Linked DNA regions of Triticum aestivum: region 2 is linked to region 1. A link is a contact called in public Hi-C data. All regions are on one chromosome and are shown on one strand. The core of a region is the stretch at or near the end of the contact, and the rest is flanking DNA. Distances in the headings are between cores, read along the strand shown.

Region 1 (5,343 bases), core at 2,445-4,944:
CCCGTTTGCCGGAGGAACACTTTGTGTGCTACCAAACGTCACAACGTAACTGGGTGATTATAAAGGTGCTCTACAGGTGTCTCCAAAGGTACATGTTGGGTTGGCGTATTTCGAGATTAGGATTTGTCACTCCGATTGTCGGAGAGGTATCTCTGGGCCCTCTCGGTAATGCACATCACATAAGCCCTGCAAGCATTGCAACTAATGAGTTAGTTGTGAGATGATGTATTACGGAACGAGTAAAGAGACTTGCCGGTAACGAGATTGAACTAGGTATTGGATACCGACGATCGAGTCTTGGGCAAGTAACATACCGATGACAAAGGGAACAACGTATGTTGTTATGCGGTCTGACCGATAAAGATCTTCGTAGAATATGTAGGAACCAATATGAGCATCCAGGTTCCACTATTGGTTATTGACCGGAGACGTGTCTCGGTCATGTCTACATTCTTCTCGAACCGTAGGGTCCGCACGCTTAACATTACGATGACAGTTTCATTATGAGTTTATGTATTTTGATGTACCGAAGGTTGTTCGGAGTCCCGGATGTGATCATGCACATGACGAGGAGTCTCGAAATGGTCGAGACATAAAGATCGATATATTGGAAGCCTATATTCGGATATCGGAATCGTTCCGGGTGAAATTGGGATTTTACCGGAGTACCGGGGGGTTACCGGAACCCCCCGGGGGGTTATTGGGCCTACATGGGCCTTAAGGGAGAAGAGGAAAGGAGGCAAGAGGTGGCCACACGCCCCTCCCCTTCCTAGTCCGAATAGGACAAGGGAAGGGGGGCGGCGCCCCCCCCCCCCTTTCCTTTCCCTCTTCCTCCTCTTTCCCCCTTCTCCTTCTCCAACTAGGAAAGAAGGGAGTCCTACTCCCGGTGGGAGTAGGACTCCCCCTTGGCGCGCCCTCCTTGGCCGGCCGCCCCCTCCCCTTGGCTCCTTTATATACGGGGGCAGGGGGGCACCCTAGAACACACAAGTTGATCTTCATGATCGTTCCTTAGCCGTGTGCGGTGCCCCCCTCCACGATATTACACCTCGGTCATATTGTAGCGGTGCTTAGGCGAAGCCCTGCGATGGTTGAACATCAAGATCGTCACCAGGCCGTCGTGCTGACGGAACTCCTCCCCGAAGCTTCGCTGGATCAGAGCCCGGGGAGCGTCATCGAGCTGAACGTGTGCCAAGAACTCGGAGGTGCCGGAGTAACGGTGCTTGGATCGGTTGGACCGGGAAGAGGTATGACTACTTCCTCTACGTTGCGTCAACGCTTCCGCTTCGGTCTACGAGGGTACGTAGACAACACTCTCCCCTCTCGTTGCTATGCATCACCATGATCTTGCGTGTGCGTAGGAAATTTTTTGAAATTACTACGTTCCCCAACATAACCGACTATCATCAATCATTCGGAGTCTCAGGGGATACACCCTATGGGTGCGCTGATCATGCACCCATAGAGCAAAATCCCGAGTAATATGTTACTCGATGCAGGACCTGCTCCAGATCACTCAAAAAATTGCTATAAGGTGAGTTTAATGCTCCTCCGTGGACCTGTTTTGAGCCTTCTTCCAGGACTCAAAGCGTGAAACTCATAAGTTTTGATCTAGAACTGTCTCGTATTGACGTTCCTCCGGGATAAGAATGGCATCTCTATGAGAGAGCAGTCCATGCGTCAATCTTGTTGCCCATATTTAATGACACACCCATACTCTGATCATGAGTTAACCTCTTTCAAGAGATGAACGGCTGTCGCCAAGTTGCTCCTCGCGGCCACTTACCCCAGATCAGTCGGGAAGTGCAGTGCCAGAATCCATTGAGATTTTGTTCATACCTTGGTTGTTTGAAAGCACGTCCGAGTATTTCTGTAATCACTCGGGCCAAATTGTGTCTTTCACAAACTCGTTCTGCAAAATTGCAACCGATACGGGGGCTAATGTTGGGGATATACATAACAAGTAGGTCCACAAAGGATAAAAATATCATAAATCATGGGGTCCACACATCAAGTGGGTCCAGATAAATCTCATCCAGACATACTATCCACTCGGACGTATCGACGTACCATCCACTCGGATGACAGGCAACCACTCAGACGTATGACTCACTTGGATATGCGAAGACCAACGGTCGGCAAGGCAGTCAAAGCATCATCCTAGTAGTAGGCTGGCATTATGGCATCAATGCTCCACTTTGTAACATAAGAGGTTAGGGGTAGCACACTCTATATAGGCCACACGTAGCTAAGGGCCCCTGCTCTCATCTCTCTCTCCCTCACCACTAGTCTCAAGACTTAGCTCATGCATGGAGATCCGTTCTCCCCTCTCTCACACACAAATACACTTCATGATAGATAAAAGAAAGCCTCTCCGAAGCACGAGACATATGATTGTTATCTCCACCGTGAGAGGCCCGAACTCGCTAAAATCATTTGTGTCACCCGTCTGCATCTCGATAGATCATGCTCCTTTACCCTACCCCTTACTATTGTTGGAATCGTTCCCACGACAGTGGGAGGATGCAGCAATGAAGCATGACGTTGACCACGTCAGCCAGCTGGAGGTTCTTCTGACTGGACGACCATTTGATCCTCTTGATCAGTGCCTCCACCTCGTCTGGGTTCCCCCAAGCGATGCCCAAAAGAGACCCCATGAATTTTCTTTTCTTGTTGAGCTTTCTTTAGAAGAGTTGAAAAACCCTCAACACAAAAGAGGAATAGATATGATGATAGAGGATCACACTGTCGAAGCCCTCGATGAGAGGAAACTATCCGGCGCATCGCCATTCAGTTTCACCATAACCTTGCTGTCATAACACATCTCATGACCATGGCTGTCCATGCCTGAGAAAATCCAAATTGTGTCATCATATTATGCAAAAAAGACCACTCCACAATCCACATGATCCATCATGTCTAACTTAACCGCACATAACGGCTTCTTTCTTTTTCTCTTCCTTATCGCATGTACACACTCATACGCCACTAGGACGTTATCAGTGATAAGTCTCCCCTTGACAAATGCACTTTGTTCCTTAGAGATAATAATGGATAGAACACTTTTTAATCGGAGAGTGGCGTTTTGGCTCCTAGGTGTAGATACACCTATTATGAAATATGTATAAAAACACATTTTGAAATTTTAAAAAAATTCAAGAAAAATCTCGCGTGTACATCTGGACATCCTATGGTCGCACACAAATTTTTGGTGAAAATGGACGTTTTTTGTGGCATGTGTGAAAAATTAAAAAAAATGCCTCATGAATAGCTATAATCAAGCATCAAAAATTGTCTTTTTTACACAAACCAAAAATGTCCCTTTTCTCCGAAACTTGGTGCACCCACATATAATGTCCGGATTTATACGTGTGATTTTTTCTTAAATTTTTTTAACTTTATAAATTTTGTATTTAGATAATGGGTGCATATACACCTATGAGCCAAAGTGAATTTCCGGCATCGGTTAGCAAGGACCTTGGCCGCGCCCGCAATATTGTATAGGACATTGCACAGACTAATTGGCCTAAACTAAGCGCGCTAATCGGATGACTGTGCACTAGACCGGCCCAAAATTTATGCACTTCCCATGAGCGTGTGTGTGTGGCTGCTCCGTGTGAGTCAATGGCCCGTGGCAAGCATGAGCGATTTCGTCGGCGGTCCACTCTTGTGTTGCGCGTGAGTATTTTTCGTCTGATGTGCCACGACCGGCTGGAAGCTGCGTCCGACCCAGCCAGCGCCAACAAGGAAGCCTCGGTCGCACCTTCCTTCCATCCATCCTCTAGGCCTCGATCGGTCACAGTGCTATAAAAATCCCATCGTTCCCACTCACAAACCAACCCAACACCCGGCGGTCCACTATCCAGATCCAGATTCTCTATCCTGACCCTGCTCCTGCGATCCCCAACCGACCCTGCTCCTGCGATCCCCAACCCCAATCCAAGGTATGCGTGCACCAAGAACCGTCTCTGTCCCGTTTGTAGATCTGCCGAGGACCGCGCTCTAGTTTCTTGATCTGCAACCTTTTTCATCTCTGTTTCGCGACGCCAACTCACGACTGGATCCGGTCGCTGGTCTCTGCGTGGTTTTGATTTTGATCCGACCAGGAACAGACCAAGAGCAACAGGGAGACCATGAGCGCCATGGTCGCGTCGTCGCTTAACCCGGAGGCCCCGCTCTTCATCCCGGCAGCGTTCCAGCAGGTGGAGGACTTCTCACCGCAGTGGTGGGACCTCGTCAAGTCCACCGCCTGGTTTCGCGACCACTGGTACCACCAGCACCAGCAGCTCGACGATATGGTCGACTCCCTCATGGCCTTGGAGGCCGAGGACGCCATCGCCGTCGAGGCTTCGCAGCCGCAGCCGCCAGCGGCACTCAAGATTGGTACGTATCGACCAATTCACTCTCCACGCCTATACATGTACAGTACTGTATATGATATGAGCGCTCAAGTAAAAGATGAAGCAAGACTGCAGTGAGCTCATCACGTATGTGCTTCTGTATGTGCAGACGGGGTGCTCAAGGCGCTGAGCCTGGCGTCCCCAAGCCCAAAGGGTGGCTTCTCGGAGAAGCCTAGGTACACCGAGAAGCCCACCAAGTACGCCGGCAGCCCGAGGAGCGGTGGCGCACCGCGCTTCATCCACCAGCCTCGCTAGGTTGGGATGTCAAGCTTCAAGAATCGAGCAAATCCTGCGCCTGCAGTGATGCATTGCTCTGGCTGCCGCCGCCGTCTCATCTTTCAAGTCTTCTTCTACTAGTAGTAAGTAGTGGTGTCCGTTTGTATATTATATTAAGTACGTAGAAATGAAATGACCTAAGAAAAAGGCAACAAAATGCAACCGATGTTCAGTGTGATTTGCCTTGCAAGTTATGTTCTGCTCAGTGCGTGTGATGGTTCAGCCTCGTTCGCTCCTCGCTCCTTTTTCACCCCACGTACGTCAGAAAAAGGAGCCAGAAAAAAGAGGAGATAAAAAACAACCCCGACCCCACGAACACCCCGTCCCATGATCCAATCTCCCCCGACCCCTCCGCCCTCGTTCAACCTCCCCTCGTACGATAGAGGAAGGAAAAAAGGCGCCTGCTAGGCGTCATCCGGCTTATAACTTGCAGTTATAAGCCGCCTTATCTACCGTCCGATATGATTAATCAAGGCCATCAGTTTGTATCCCCGCATCACAGTACGTCCACAGCCCCGCGACATTAACTGATACAAACCGTTCAATGGAAGACGCTACCAAGATCAGAGCAAGCAGCGCTTGCCGTCGGCCGCATGCAGCACGGTCGGTGTCGTGGTGGAGCTGCAATGGAACAAGATATGATTAATCAAGGCCATCAGTTTGTATCACC
Region 2 (5,735 bases), core at 1,481-3,980, 470 kb after region 1:
TAGCTTTGGGTTCAATCTTGCGGTGTCCTTTTCCAGTGACAGCAGGGGCAGCAAGGCACGTATTGTATTGTTGCCATCGAGGATAAAAAGATGGGTTTATATCATATTACTTGAGTTTATCCCTCTACATCATGTCATCTTGCCTAATGCGTTACTCTGTTCTTATGAACTTAATACTCTAGATGCATGCTGGATAGCGGCCGATGTGTGGAGTAATAGTAGTAGATGCAGAATCGTTTCGGTCTACTTGTCGCGGACGTGATGCCTATATACATGATCATGCCTAGATATTCTCATAACTATACGCTTTTCTATCAATTGCTCGACAGTAATTTATTCACCCACCGTAGAATTTGCTATGCGTTGCAACACTGGCGCCGCCGCCGTCCGCTGCATCGCAGCTCCGAGAACTGCCGGCGAGAGCTCCATTGGAGCACCGGGAGTCGCTGGCCGCTGCATCACAACTCCGATGAGCCGCCGGTGAGAGCTCCAATGGAGCTCTGGGAGCGGCTGGCGAGAGCTCCATTGGAGCACCGGTGCTGCACTGCGGCTTCGACCCCACCGACGAGGGCTGCAACGGAGCACCGGGAGCGGCCGGCGAGAACTCCATTGGAGCACCGAGCTGCTGCACTGCAGCTTCGACCCCGCCGACGAGCGCTGCAACGGAGCATCGGGAGCTGCCGGCGAGAGCTCCATTGCAGCAGCGCACCCGGCAAGCCCCACGGGGGTCGCATCACCGCTTGTGCTGCACTTAGAGCGTCGGCGAGCTCAGGCACCGAGCGCTGCACTGCAGCTCGACAACCCGCCGGTGAGCGCCGCAACGTAGCACCAGGAGCCGCCGCGCGAGACCTCCATTGTAGCACCACTCCGGCGAGCTCCATGGCGCCGCTTGTGCCACACAACACCTCCGCCGCCGTTGAGAGATCCACGGGGACGCAACTCCCTCCGACGATGAGCGACACCCGCCTCCGGCCTCCCCGTGTTGCACTACAGCACCGGCGAAGAGCGGCGCCAGCCTCCGACCTCCTCCTTCATGCTCCAGCACCAACCTCAGGCCCTTTTCTCGCTTGTGACGACACAAGAAGGGGAAAAAGAAGAAGCGAGTGGGGGAGAACGTGTGGAGCCGAAGAGATAAGGCTCGAGGGTGGTTGCGAGCGGTGTGTTGGGCGGGACACGTGTCGTTCGCTCCAGGCGGTTTGCACGAGAGAAACGTAAGTCGGATTATTTTGAATGTTTTCCATAAATCATTGATATTATCCGTCAAAAAAATCATTGCTATTATTTTCCCGACATAAAATAAAGGAAATCTCTTTAAATTGCCCGACTGATTTCTGGGAACAAATCAGCCGCTCCCCACGATCGCCACGCGTCTCGGTATGGACCCAGGCACCGCTTTCTCTCGTGCCTTATCTCATGCCGCGAATCACACCCACATGTTCTCCCTCCCTGTGTTTGACCACTTCGTACTCTTCTATCCTCCACTCCGGCAACTCCCTTGAAGCCCCTTCCACAGCGCCGCCGCCTAAATCTGCGACGGGGGCCTGCTGAGAACGCCCCTCTCTCTCTCTCATCGGATCCTCCACCACCGCAGCAGGCGGCCATGCCGCCACCACCAACCAGCACCACACTCACCTCCTCTCCCATCTATAAAAATTCGTTGCCACCTCCCAAATCAGAGCCCCTTGCTGCAAATCGGGGCACCCAAGTGAGAAATCTGTCGTGGGGCGCCGCGACTGCAGAGGGAGACGAGGGGATGTGCTGCAAGCCCGCGTCACCCGCTTGCGCGGCGGCACTGCATGGTTTTCTGTTGCCATGAAGGGGCATCGGCCCATGCTGCAGGCCAGCCGTGGACGCTACTACCCGGTGTAACAAGAGACCACGCCGCTGCATTGAGGTCAAATGAAAGTGCTGCAATGGGGGCCGCCGGAGCTAGGATGGAGCATCGCCGAGGCCCTGTGGTGCACTCATGGAGCTGTAATGGAGCATCGCCGGGGCCGTGTGGTGCACTCATGGAGCTGTAATGGAGCATCGCCGGGGCGCCGGGGCTACAATGGAGCATCACTGGCGCAGCCGGAGGTGCAATGGAGCATCGCCGTAGCCGCCGGAGCTGCAACGGAGCATCGCCGGGGCTGCGCGGTGCACCGATGAAGCTGTAATGGAGCATCACCGGGCAGTCGGAGGTGCAATGGAGCATCGCCGGAGCCACCGGAGTTGCAATGGAGCATCGGGGCCGTGCGGTACAGCGATGAAGTCGCAATGGAACGTCATGGGGCGTCGGAGCTGCAATAGAGCGTCACCGAGGCCGCTGATGCTGTGATGGAGCATCACCTGGACTCCGGTGCTACAAATGGCGGGCAGCTCCGAGTCACACCCGGCGCTCTGGCGAACATGGCAGCATGGCATGCAGTGCCGCCAGGGGCAGTCGCCGATGGCTGGTGGGACTGTTGTGAGCACGAAGGATAAGTGGATAACGCAGTACTGCAGAGTCATGGGTTGTGCTGGAGCGTGCGTTCTGTGAGCAACGATCCGACGGTTGGGGTCCTTTGCATCAGACGGCTGGCTAGGTGGATGATTTCTCTAAAATAAAGGGTCATTATTTCCACAACAGAAAAATCAATCGTTGGGTCACGCACGCCACACACACACCCTCGGCAAAGCAAAGCTAGCCGTTGCGCCTTGCGGCTCGCGCGGAGACGAGCCGGTCCAGTGCAGTCCACCACAGGCTCGAGTCAAAGTCCAACTCCGACCTTGCCAGCCCGGTCACCCGAGCCCGACACCTGTCAAACCAACCAGTGTGTGCGAGCCGGCGAAGAGAGCGTTTCTCATCAAAACCCGAGCGCAGGGACCCGCACCAGTCCGGCATTCCCTCCCCATCCCCACATTACCCCGGCGCGCCACCGAGCCCGACCTCGCCGGCGTCCCCGCCGCCTCCGCCGTCGGCCGCCGTCCGCCAGGTGAGCACGCTCCAGCCGTCCCCGGGCCCCCTCCCCCGCTTCGTTTTGCACCGTCGTGTCGTAACGGTTTGCGATTCGGGTTTTAATTTTTCGCCACTTGTGCGCGGCTGGGGTATTTGAAGGCGCGTCGATCGACCGGCGGGACTGACCGCCGCGACGAGATGTTCCACGCCGCGCGGCCGCCGAAGCCGACGGCAGTGTCCGCGGAGCGCTGCTTTCCACAGCTCTGCGGTGGATGCATGGCCGCGCTTCCTTGACCTTCGCCGCATCCACTTCCTCCTCCTTATCCTCTCGCCGCGGGCGGGGGCGACGTGCGGGTGCGCAGCGAGGTGGAGGTGGCCCGTGGGCGACGCCAAGGGGGCGGTGACGGAGCGGAGCACGAGGAGGTGGCGGTGACGGTTGGGGTTGCGGTTGCGGCGGGAGGGGATGACGTCACGGTATCCGGCGATTTTGTCGGGGACAGTGCGGCGGGGGTTTCTGGCCTGGTGGCTCTGGAGGAGAGGGGATGTGGAGGCGGCGAACTACAGAGGAAGAGGGGTTTGGAGTTCCCCACGCATCCGCCGCCCAAGCGGAGGGCCGTGTCCGCCGTGCGACACTTTCCACCTGGCTGCGGGAGGGACGCGCCGCCTCTGATCGTGGGCGGCGACGACGACGGTTTGCCGGTTGTAACTGCACCTTCCAGTGGTGCTCGTCCCGCGGGCAGCAGTGCCAGAGAGGAGTGTGGCTTGCCGCTGCAAATTGCGCCTGGCAATGCTGGTGTGCGTGTGCTGGAGAAGGTGACTGCTTCTGATGGTGGCGCTCCAGTGTCAGATGGGGATCATCGGGGTCCAGAGGCTGCGGCGGTGAAATCTTCGGATGGCACAGAAAGAGGTGCTGATTTGGTGGTGAAAGACAGGGGAAGGACACGGCCAATCTCGCGATTGCTAGCCAAGCGGAGGGTGATATCTGCCAACCGCCGCTTCCCTCCAGGCTGCGGGAGGGACGCGGTGGTTTCACTTGCAAGCAGAGGAGGTGGTGAGTCTAGTTTGCACTTCGAAGCCCTGCCTCCTGCTGGTGATTTGGGTGCATTGGAGGACGGCCGGCGTTCCAATGTGTGTGCCATGGACACTATAGAAGCGGTCAGCGAGAATGCTTTGGATGCAATAGTAGACGTACAGGATCTGGAGGAGGGTGAGATTCCTCCGGAGCCTGATCATGTCCTCCAAGAGTTTCCAGTTACTCACAGCAATATCATGCATGAGCTTACGGCTGATGGACTTGATGAAAAGATCTCAGTGAACATGCTGCAGCGCAAGGGGGAGAGTGTATCATGGGAAGTTGTTGAAGATCTCAAGGTGATGAACAAATGCGAAGGCAGTTCACCCAAGGCTGCTAGTAAACCTTCTGCTGAAGGTCCTCTGAAAGAACATCTTGGGGATACTACAGAAGCGGTCAGCAAGAATGCTTTGGATGTGATAGTAGAGGTACAGGAATTGGAAGAAGGTGAGATTCGTACGGAGCCTGACCATGTCCTCCAAGAGAACCCAGTTACTCACAACAATAGCCTGCATGAGCTTACAGCTGGTACCCTTGAGTGTGTTGTGCCGTCAATGGTAGATGCGGAACCTTCTGTGAGGCATTTTTCTAATGAGAAGATCCCTGTGAACATGCTGGAGCACAAGGGAGAGAGTGTATCATGGGAAGTTGCTGAAGATCTCAAGGTGATGAACAAATGCGAAGGCAATTCACCCAAGGGTGCATGTAAACCTCCTCCTGAAGATCCTCTGAAAGAATATCTTGGGGATAAGAAAGTGTCTGAAAGTTGTAGCATGAAAAGTGCACCTCTTGATGTGGAAGCAGGGGTACATGGCGACGGTATCATGAGACGTATGGTAACATTCACAGCTAGAAAACCTTCTCCTGAACAAGGCAATCCATCCAAGGGTGCTAGTAAACCTTCTCCTGAAGATCCTCTGAAAGAATATCTTGGGGATAAGGAAGTGTCTGAAAGTTATAGCATGAAAAGGGCATCTCTTGATGTGGCAGCAGGGGTACATGGCGACGGTATCATGAGACGTATGGTATCATTCACAGCTAGAAAAACATTTCGGTTACCTGTTGAAGCAAATCATAAGTCCGCGCTGGTTAATCTGGATAGACCGTGTTCTATGGGCAAGGAGAAGGAGTCCGTTGTCACTATGAGCGAATCCTTTGCTCCCAGGAAGAAGTTAAAGATAAAAGGTCCAGCTCAAAGTAAATATCTTCCCATGAATACCATTTCTAGCAAGGAAAAATTGAAGCATGAAGAGGCTTCCCACTTGGAAGATGATGAAGTTTTGAATGCAATAGCTGTTCATGAAGGAAAGTTTGAGATGTACCTCAATGATCCCTCATGGCGTCACATGCAACATGGTGGTCAGACCGCTGATGCTCGGAGCAAAGTCAGGATGATTTGCAGAAGGTTTCAGTTTATATGCAGGACTCTCGTTCAAGCTGTGGAACAAGGTTCGCTGAAGAGCCGTAGAATTGATCTTGCCGCTGATAAGCTAATCAGAAAATTACCGGGCTTTACCAAGCAGGGGCCTATTGTAGGTAAAGTTCCTGGTGTTGAAATTGGTGATGAATGTTTATACAGAGTAGAGTTGGCCATTGTTGGTCTTCACCGCCCATACCAAGGAGGCATTGACACCACAAAGGATATTAATGATATGCCTATTGCCATAAGCATTGTTGCGTCTGGAGGTTACCCTGACGACTTGTCGAGCTCAGGTGAAATAATATACACTGGCTCTGGAGGAAAGC

What was found. Hi-C and Micro-C count contacts between places; a contact is called where the count stands out from the background.
Region 2: a Hi-C map of leaf shows a contact between it and region 1, with 4 times the contacts expected there. The contact joins the enhancer-like site here to the promoter of LOC123040378 in region 1. A contact is called at or near these places in 2 of 5 Hi-C or Micro-C datasets (both in leaf).

Annotation. Positions count from the first base shown.
Region 1 is chr1A:126,146,367-126,151,709 of IWGSC CS RefSeq v2.1, forward strand. It overlaps LOC123040378 (protein EARLY RESPONSIVE TO DEHYDRATION 15), which reads left to right and starts at 3,695. Exons shown (of 3, transcript XM_044463245.1): 1 at 3,695-3,941; 2 at 4,104-4,380; 3 at 4,507-4,851. The coding sequence starts at 4,131. The coding sequence ends at 4,652.
Region 2 is chr1A:126,613,496-126,619,230 of IWGSC CS RefSeq v2.1, forward strand. It overlaps the pseudogene LOC123040435. Among protein-coding and RNA genes, the nearest start is that of LOC123040428, 280 kb to the left of the region's middle. Within about 2 kb of position 2,731, at least 2 of the 8 cell types and tissues checked have an H3K27ac peak or open chromatin away from gene starts, as enhancers often do. A contact at or near this core is called in leaf, where this site is marked.